Linked DNA regions of Mus musculus: region 1 is linked to region 2. The links are chromatin contacts, called in public HiChIP or PLAC-seq maps. All regions are on one chromosome and are shown on one strand. The core of a region is the stretch at or near the end of the contact, and the rest is flanking DNA. Distances in the headings are between cores, read along the strand shown. Region 1 has its middle 120 kb from the start of Gm42291. Region 2 holds the start of Rad23b (RAD23 homolog B, nucleotide excision repair protein).

Evidence for each region. HiChIP or PLAC-seq counts read pairs in DNA pulled down with a chosen protein or histone mark.
Region 1: a FOXA1 HiChIP or PLAC-seq map of pancreatic cancer cells shows a contact between it and region 2. The contact joins the enhancer-like site here to the promoter of Rad23b in region 2. A contact is called at or near these places in 4 of 115 datasets of contacts at active chromatin or transcription factors (astrocytes, bone marrow-derived macrophages, pancreatic cancer cells and 1 more).

Annotation. Positions count from the first base shown.
Region 1 is chr4:56,190,985-56,194,774 of GRCm38.p6, forward strand. No RefSeq gene overlaps it. Among named protein-coding and RNA genes, the nearest start is that of Gm42291, 120 kb to the right of the region's middle. Within about 2 kb of position 2,262, at least 5 of the 459 cell types and tissues checked have an H3K27ac peak or open chromatin away from gene starts, as enhancers often do. A contact at or near this core is called in pancreatic cancer cells, where this site is marked.
Region 2 is chr4:55,348,769-55,352,759 of GRCm38.p6, forward strand. Rad23b (RAD23 homolog B, nucleotide excision repair protein) reads left to right here and starts at 1,274. Exons shown (of 10, transcript NM_009011.4): 1 at 1,274-1,659. The coding sequence starts at 1,594.

The DNA of each region.
Region 1 (3,790 bases), core at 1,012-3,511, 840 kb after region 2:
CATACACCACACACACACACACACAGAGAGAGAGAGAGAGAGAGAGAGAGAGAGAGAGAGAGAGAGAGAGAGAGAGAGGATGGCCTTGATTATACTGTTTCATGGTCTGTAAATGCACATCTCCAGTGCTCTCAATTTTAACCATGTTATAAAAACAACTTCAGGGAACTTCAAAAAAAAAAAAAAGATGATGACATAGAAACTGTTCAAGGAGAGCAGAGCCAGAATGATGGCCATGAAATTGAACAAATATCAAATAATTGAGTGGAAAACCTCAAACCTCATTGTCCCAGGGGTTTCTAGTGTGAAATCAAAATATAGATGGCCCTGTGCAGGTAAGAGCTAGATATTCCGTTGTTTCCTAGCTCATAAAGAAAGGCAAAGGCTACTTTCAAAACCAACTTTTCCAGGCTTATGGAATCCTTCAAAGGGAATAAAAGAACTCACCTTTCATGAATTTTTGCTTCTGAAAGTTTAGTGAAAGAGTCCAGGAGAGCTACAATGGCTAGCTCTTAGGAAAAACATAATCATGTAGAAAGGCAAAGATTTTAGGGACTCTTACTAAGCTGCTGTAGAAGGACTGGCTTATCTAGGGAGGATGAAGAACACTGGTTTATCTTTTCCAGAAAACCCAGAAAGAGGAAACTTTCCTGGAGGAACTGCCTCCAGCAGGCTGGATTGTAAACAAGTCTGTGGGGCATTTTCTTGATTATTGATTGATGTGTGTATTTGTGGGAGGGGGTGTTAGATGCCAACACTCAGACAGGCGGTCCTGGGTTGTATAAGAATCCAAGCTGAGCAAGCTATAGGGAGCAAGCAACTAGGCAGAGGTTCTCTAGGTCCGATCTTCATGCCTCCAAGCTCTTGTTTTGAGTGCTGCCCTGATTTTCCTCGATGATAGATTCTAAAATGTAAGGTGAAATAAACCACCCTTTGCTCCCCAAGTTGGTTTGCGCAGAGTTTTATCCAGCAATGGAAAGCAAGCTGTGCAAATGTGTCTCTCCTTGGCACTTTGTATTCTAATTACGTCGGTATTTGTTTTCCAAGTGCGGTGAAAGAGAAAGCTGTGTATTTGGATAGGGTCAGGCACAAGAGCCTGTGTACAGCAGGCCAGGAATAGAGAATACTCCTGATTGTGTAGGTAGGTGGGTGGAAGGATGGATGGACAAATGGACAGACAGATGAGTGAGGCCCAAACAAAATCCCTTGCATTCCTTGGCAGTGTTGTTATAGTATTGATAAGGAGAAGAATGGAGCTTTAGTATATGCTACAGCTTTAGTTGGCATTGTCTCTTTAGCCCTCGTGACGTTGCTGGTAGGTAGATATCATTATCCTCCCTGAGGAGATAAAGAAGCGAGTCTCAGCGATGTGATGTCAACTGACTTGCCAAGGCTCACGTGAAAGACTGGCAGGCCCCCGTAACAACAAAGACTGATGAGGGTGGAGGAGAGATCAGGTATTGATAGGAATTTCAGACCTGGTCACATCATCTGCTTGGACATTCTGCTCTGCCAAAATACTTTGAAACATTAAAAAACAAAAAAAACAAAAAAAAAAAAAAACATTTAAAAGTGGGTAAGATTTCCAGTGTTTTTTGAAATTGGAGAAAATGAATTGCCAAGCAATAAACAAACAGCGGCTCTGTTTTATGAGCAAGTGGATTAACTTGGAGCACATAGGCAGGACTTGATCACGCACAGGATCCTGCCGTGTTCCAGAGCTTTGCAGCAGTTGGTGTCGCTCACACTTGCTGCCAACTGACTGTGTTTTTCAAATCTCATATCTCAGATTGTGACTTAGCCAAAAAGTAAAAATTGTGAAAGAGTTTTAACAGCTCACAGATCTCATGAAGACCAAATAAATAGTTTCCTAAATACGTTTTCTTTTTCTTTAAATGTAAAATTTGGGGAGGCAGAAACCCAGTCTTTTATGTTCTTTCTAAAGTGCAAGACCCGAGGGCTATGTGCTCAATAATCATTTGTTGAATGAGCAGAATTTAGCACAATTGCATTTAAGTGCACCTGCTCCGGTTACATTGTTAGGGACCACCAAACACAACAAGATGCAAACAAACACTACTGAATCTGGCTTTCTTTAGGTAAGTCTAGAAGCTTCACAGGGGAAAATTCAAAGTAAGAAATGTGAGCACAAACAGGAAAACAAGCTAGCAAGCAGAACTGGGCCACCAGCACATAAAGCCACTTGGTTCAGGCCCAAAGCTGAAGAAGTCAATAGAATGAGCCCTTTAACAAATGGCATGAGTCATAGCAAACATTAATGACATTCAAAACAAAGATGGAAACTTTTTTGTGTTACATTTCTGTCTGGTCAGTGGCTAGCAATTTTCTGGAACTTCCTGCTGAGAAGAGTCTGAAGCCAGATGCAGGCTCAGAGAGGAAGGTGTGTCATGACCTATTTGTGACATCTCCTGGCAAAAATCCTATGGTGTTAGAGATTCCATGATGTGTCCCATGAATTCACACAAGATTTTAATCTCCAAAGTTATATGTTAACATAATGAAGAGGGCAGACACAATCCAGTGTGCTTAGGGGCGGGGCTTCCAAGGACTGATTAGGGTTGGATGAGGTCACGGGAGCTGATCCCTCACAATGTGTCTCAGTGCCTTTAAAAGGAGTGAGACCACAAGTGACATACAGACTTCCTGTCTCTTGCTGTGTAGTCCCACATGCTGCCCTGGTATAATGCTAGTTAAAAACAAACAAACAAACAAACAACAACAAAACAGATTACCAGATGTGGTTTCTTTTTGAAGCCTTTATTTTCAGAATTGTGTATTAAATAAACCTCCAAGGGTCAGCAGGGTGGCTCAGTGGCCAAGGATACATAGTACTAAGCCTGACTTGAGTTAGATCACTGGGACCCACATATCGGAAGGATAGAACCAACTCCACAAAGTTGTCCTCTGACATACACAGTGTTCAATATTTAATTATTTAGCTAATTAATTAATGCAGTAAGAATTTAAAACTAAACCTCTTATGAAGTTATGCTTCAGATGTTTTTTTGACAGGAAGGAAAACCTAGCTAATAGGGATTAGTGAGAACAGTCAGAGGACTGGTATTAATATTTTTTCCATGTTTGCATTTGATAATATAGGTTGAAAAACAAAACAAAACAAAACAAATGACAATGCCTTTAAGAAATAGTTTGATCCACCTGACTCATGTATTCAGCTAAAGATCTTAGTAAAAGAACTGATTGGTCTCTATAACTGAGAATATATGTGGGTAAATATATATGTACATGATGTCTGGTTTCTGGTGTTCTCACAGTTGTGCCAACATTGTTCACACTTGCATACATACATACATACATACATACATACATACATACATACATACATACATACATGTGTGAGTATCAGACAAAACATAGATGAAAGACTTAATCATTTGTATTAATTGATAATATGGCATGTAGCTGGTCAAAGTTTTTGGGTTTCCCAATATTATTCAATAAACATTCATAGATTAGCATATGTTTACAAGCAGAGAGAGAGAGAGAGAGAGGCAAAAGAAGAATTGGCTAACTCATGAGAGATGCTCAAGGTACCAACCAGCATGAGGACTGAATCAGGAGAAGTCTAAAGTGATACGGGAACAGCTATGAACACTCTGAGGACCAGGCCACAATCAGCATACCATGAAGAGCAGCAGCCACACCATCCTCATATTCTAATACCCAGAGCTCTGGAAGCTGAGCCCAGAGGCAGACAGTACAACATACCATAGAGGAAAGGCAGTTGCTTTAACCTAGCTGCATGTGA
Region 2 (3,991 bases), core at 24-2,523:
GTCCTCACTGTGGTCTGATGGTAACTGCTTTTTCTTCTTTTTAAGTCTAACAGGGGTCACTGCACTATTAAGAGGCAGCATACAGACAAGCACCTAAAGTGTCACTTACTATTGTGGTGCTTATTACCCGACACCTCTGCACTCTGGTCTTATCGCTGTGTAAATAATCATACAGCTACAGCCAAGCACTTAACTTTGTGTTCCTGACTCTAAGACTTACATGCATTATCCCACCCTCTCCAACCACCAATTAGCTGAGTGACATCTCACCCTTACTGCCAAGGAACCAGAAGCACGTCTACCTATTTTTCTAATATTTACCTTGTACCTACAATGTGCTAGGCTTATTCTGTAGGCTTTGGGGCACAACGTGGGCAAAACAAAATGCATGCCTCTGTGTAGCTTCAGCCTGGGGACCAGAAAAAGAAGAGAAGACACACACGCTAAATACACATAGTGTAGAGTACCCAGAAGGTGATGAATGGTTACTGAGACAAGTGGAGCTGGATAATGAGATCCGAATAAGATACTTTAAGTTGGATAGGCAGGATAGAGTTCAAGAAGGCGACATTTGAGCAAAGATTAAAAGGGTCCACGTGCAAAGGAAAGCAGCGCTTGGGGTGAGGCGGGGGGGGGCGGGGGAAGGGGGTGAGGAGAGGCAACCGCCTAATATCTACCACCAACACCTAAACGAAGCAAAACGATAGAGGGAAAGGCGTGACACAACTAGGCCTCCTTCTTAAATCCGCCTTTCTTTAGAGGTGGGAGGTCCCAAGGCTGGTGAGAGAACACAAGACTGGCAAGCAAGCAGTCCATGGCTGAAGTCAGTCTCAGAATCAGGGAAGCAACCGGCATTACACATGCTCGACTGGCGATGTGCGCCCCTCCTGGGCCGGCCCTCGGCAATCCTTGCACTAAGGCTCCGCCCGCTCCACCGCCCTCAAGGTTCCGCGCTCGCTGAGCCGCAGCCACTGAGCCGGGACTCCACGTAGCCGTTCCCCGGCTACGGGTTGCGCAACTCGCGCCGCTGGGCGGAGCCTGGATGTAGGCGGAGCCACTGCAGGACCGCGGAGCGGACCAGGCCTCCGCGAGCGCCTCTGCTTGCGAAGTGCGCCTGCGCACGCCGGTGCCGCGCCGCACGATATTCCAGCCCCACCCATCGCCCCGCCTCCAATTCCCGGGCGGAGTTCCTGTTCACGCCTGCGCACTGCGTCGCCGCACCCTGCGCCTGCTCAGATCGCCCGAGTCTGGCCCCATCCTCCGGGTTTTTTTCTGGTGGGGGAGGGGTCACGTCTCGGCGAGTCACGGTGATGGCGGCCACCATCCTGTGGTGAGGTAGCGGGTTCTCTGCGTCTCTCGGGGAGTCCCTCGCGCCTCCTGCGGGCCCAGTGGCTGGCGCGTGAGGAAGCACCGCGGGTCGAGCTTACCGGGAAAGCCGCGGGAGCGAGCGGCGGCGCGGCCAGGGGAGACGCGGGGCCCGGGGTGAGTGCGACTCCGGGCGAATGTGACAAGCCCCCCCACCCCCACCGCCTTCCTCCCGAGAGCGCGAGGATCGCGGCCACCCCGGGGCGGCCAGGCCCCGGCTTAGGCACCATGCAGGTCACCCTGAAGACCCTTCAGCAGCAGACCTTCAAGATCGACATCGACCCGGAGGAGACGGTATGCGCCGCCGGGTTAGGGGAGCGCGGGCCCGAGTCGGGGCGGCGCGGGAGGGCCCCAGAGGGGCGTCGGGTCACCGCCGGCTTTGTGGCCGACAACGAGGAAGGCCCGGGGGCAGATGGCGTGGAGCAGCACCGGTCCGCGTGGGCGCTGGTGGCCGCGGCCCGGAGCGCGTGGTCGTGGGGACGGAGGGGGAGGGGAGACCTGGCGGCCTGGGCGCTGGAGCCGGGCCTGACGTGCACAGGTGGGGGAGGGAGGGAGACCCAGGCGAAGCCACCACCCTCCGGCGACATGGCTAGGTGCAGAGGTCTAAGGGGCCGGTTACCCAAGACGGTGGGCCTTAAACGCGCCTAGTTTTGTCTGCAGCCGGGAGGGATGGTGGGGGAAAAATGAATTTTTTGGCCTCTCAGAAGGAGCCCTTTTATTTATGTCTTATTTTGGATTAGTTTTTACGATCCTTCCCCTCGCAGCCACTGAACCCACACCCACAGGTGGATTACGTTCTGAGGCCACGTTGGTGGTGAAGAATTTTGCATTAGAAACCTTCAGATCCGGATTTAAATGCGTTCTTTCGGTCGTCTTGGGAACCTGAACGCTCCTCGGACTCCTAGAATAGTAGTATTTGAAGGGAGGGAGAAAAATATAAAAACTTGGTGTTCTACAGTTAAAAAGCCGACTACTACACTTAACGAGTTCACGTGATAAATTCTAATGCAGTGGTCTCCGGTTTTGCCTGTAAAAAGATCTGTGTTAACTTTAATACAACTTTATGTCAGGAATCTAAAAAATGTCATGCGAATAAAATTTTTTCTCACGTGGAATTATGACGCTATGTCAATAGATTACTGCATATTTGTGTGGGGGGGTTTCCTTCTTCTTCTTCTTTTTTTTTTTTTTTGACTGATTGAGTTTGTAATTGAAACAACCAGGACGTGGTGTTAATTAAATAGATCCGAGATCCGAATTCTATTTGTGGCTCTATAACTCGTTTTCTACAGCGGGACAAACTACCCTGTTTGATTTTCTGAAATGGGAACTGTACCAGCTGAGATGGTGAGGATTAAATGGCATTTAGTTGATTTCTAAATAAGGCCTACTATGTAATCAGTATATGTTTGTGTGAAGACATGGTGTTTTGTTTTACCTATCACATCTAATATTCTAAAGTCTCCTTCAATCTTTAATAAGAAGCCAAGAATTCCCAACCTTTTTGAAATTGTGGCACAAAATAATTTTATAAGAAGTTATTTAATTTCCAGATATCTGCAATAATTCTTGAAAGTATAGAAAAACATTTACATGAGAGCTCTGCAATCTTCACAGAAGCAGTTGTTAACAATTAGTGGACAGAGGCCCTGTAGAATCAAATTTCTTCCTCACCCCCCCCCTTTTTTTTTTCTTTAGGCTTTTGAGACAGGGTTTCTCTGTGTATCTCTGGCTGTCCTGGAACTCAACTCTAGCCCTGGCTGGCCTCAAACTCAGAGATCAGCCAGCCTCTGCCTCCTGAGTGCTGGGATTAAGGGAGTGCACCACCATTTTCTTCTACTACTTAAAGTACAGGGCTGGGATATCAGACAGGTGTGAGACCCTGAGTTCATCTCCAGCACCTTCAAAAGGAGTCACACAGTCATCTCTTAAGTGATGATATGCAAATATGTAAAATGCCTCCTTGGCATTTGGCTCAATGCAGGTGATAAATGATGAGATAAATTGTCCTTACTCTTTGGGCTTTTAATTTATCCCAGAAGCACTAAAACATGGAGAAACATGTTTTGCTTTATTTCTTAATATATGAATGTGTTAGAGTTGTTCAGTAACTTCACACTACTGAAATACACACACACACACACACATACATACATCTGCTGTTATTTTGAGCTAATACTTCCTAACTGCACTTATTGTTTATAACTTTACAATTATTTACAGGGGGTGTAATAGTTTACATTTTTAGAAATACATGTTTGGTCTTTTGTTACTAGAACAAATGTAATTTGTTGCTATTACTGTAATGTAAAAACTAGTATTGTGAAATGTTTTGATTCTATATTCCATGCCTCCCTTTTCACTTGGCTAGGGATCCAGGACAGGGACTTCGGGCTTTATGCATACATAGACAAACTTTGTACCAGTGCTTACACCATAGCCCCTTTATTTATATCTGTAGTGAGTCTGATTAGTGTATAAACACACACATCGTCATACATCTTCTCATTCATTCGAGACAAGTTTTCACTGATCTGGAATTCACAGAAACCACCTGCCTCTGCTTCCCCTGTGCAGAGTTTAAAGCTGTGGCCACTACCCAGTAGAGTTTATGTTAATTGATAAT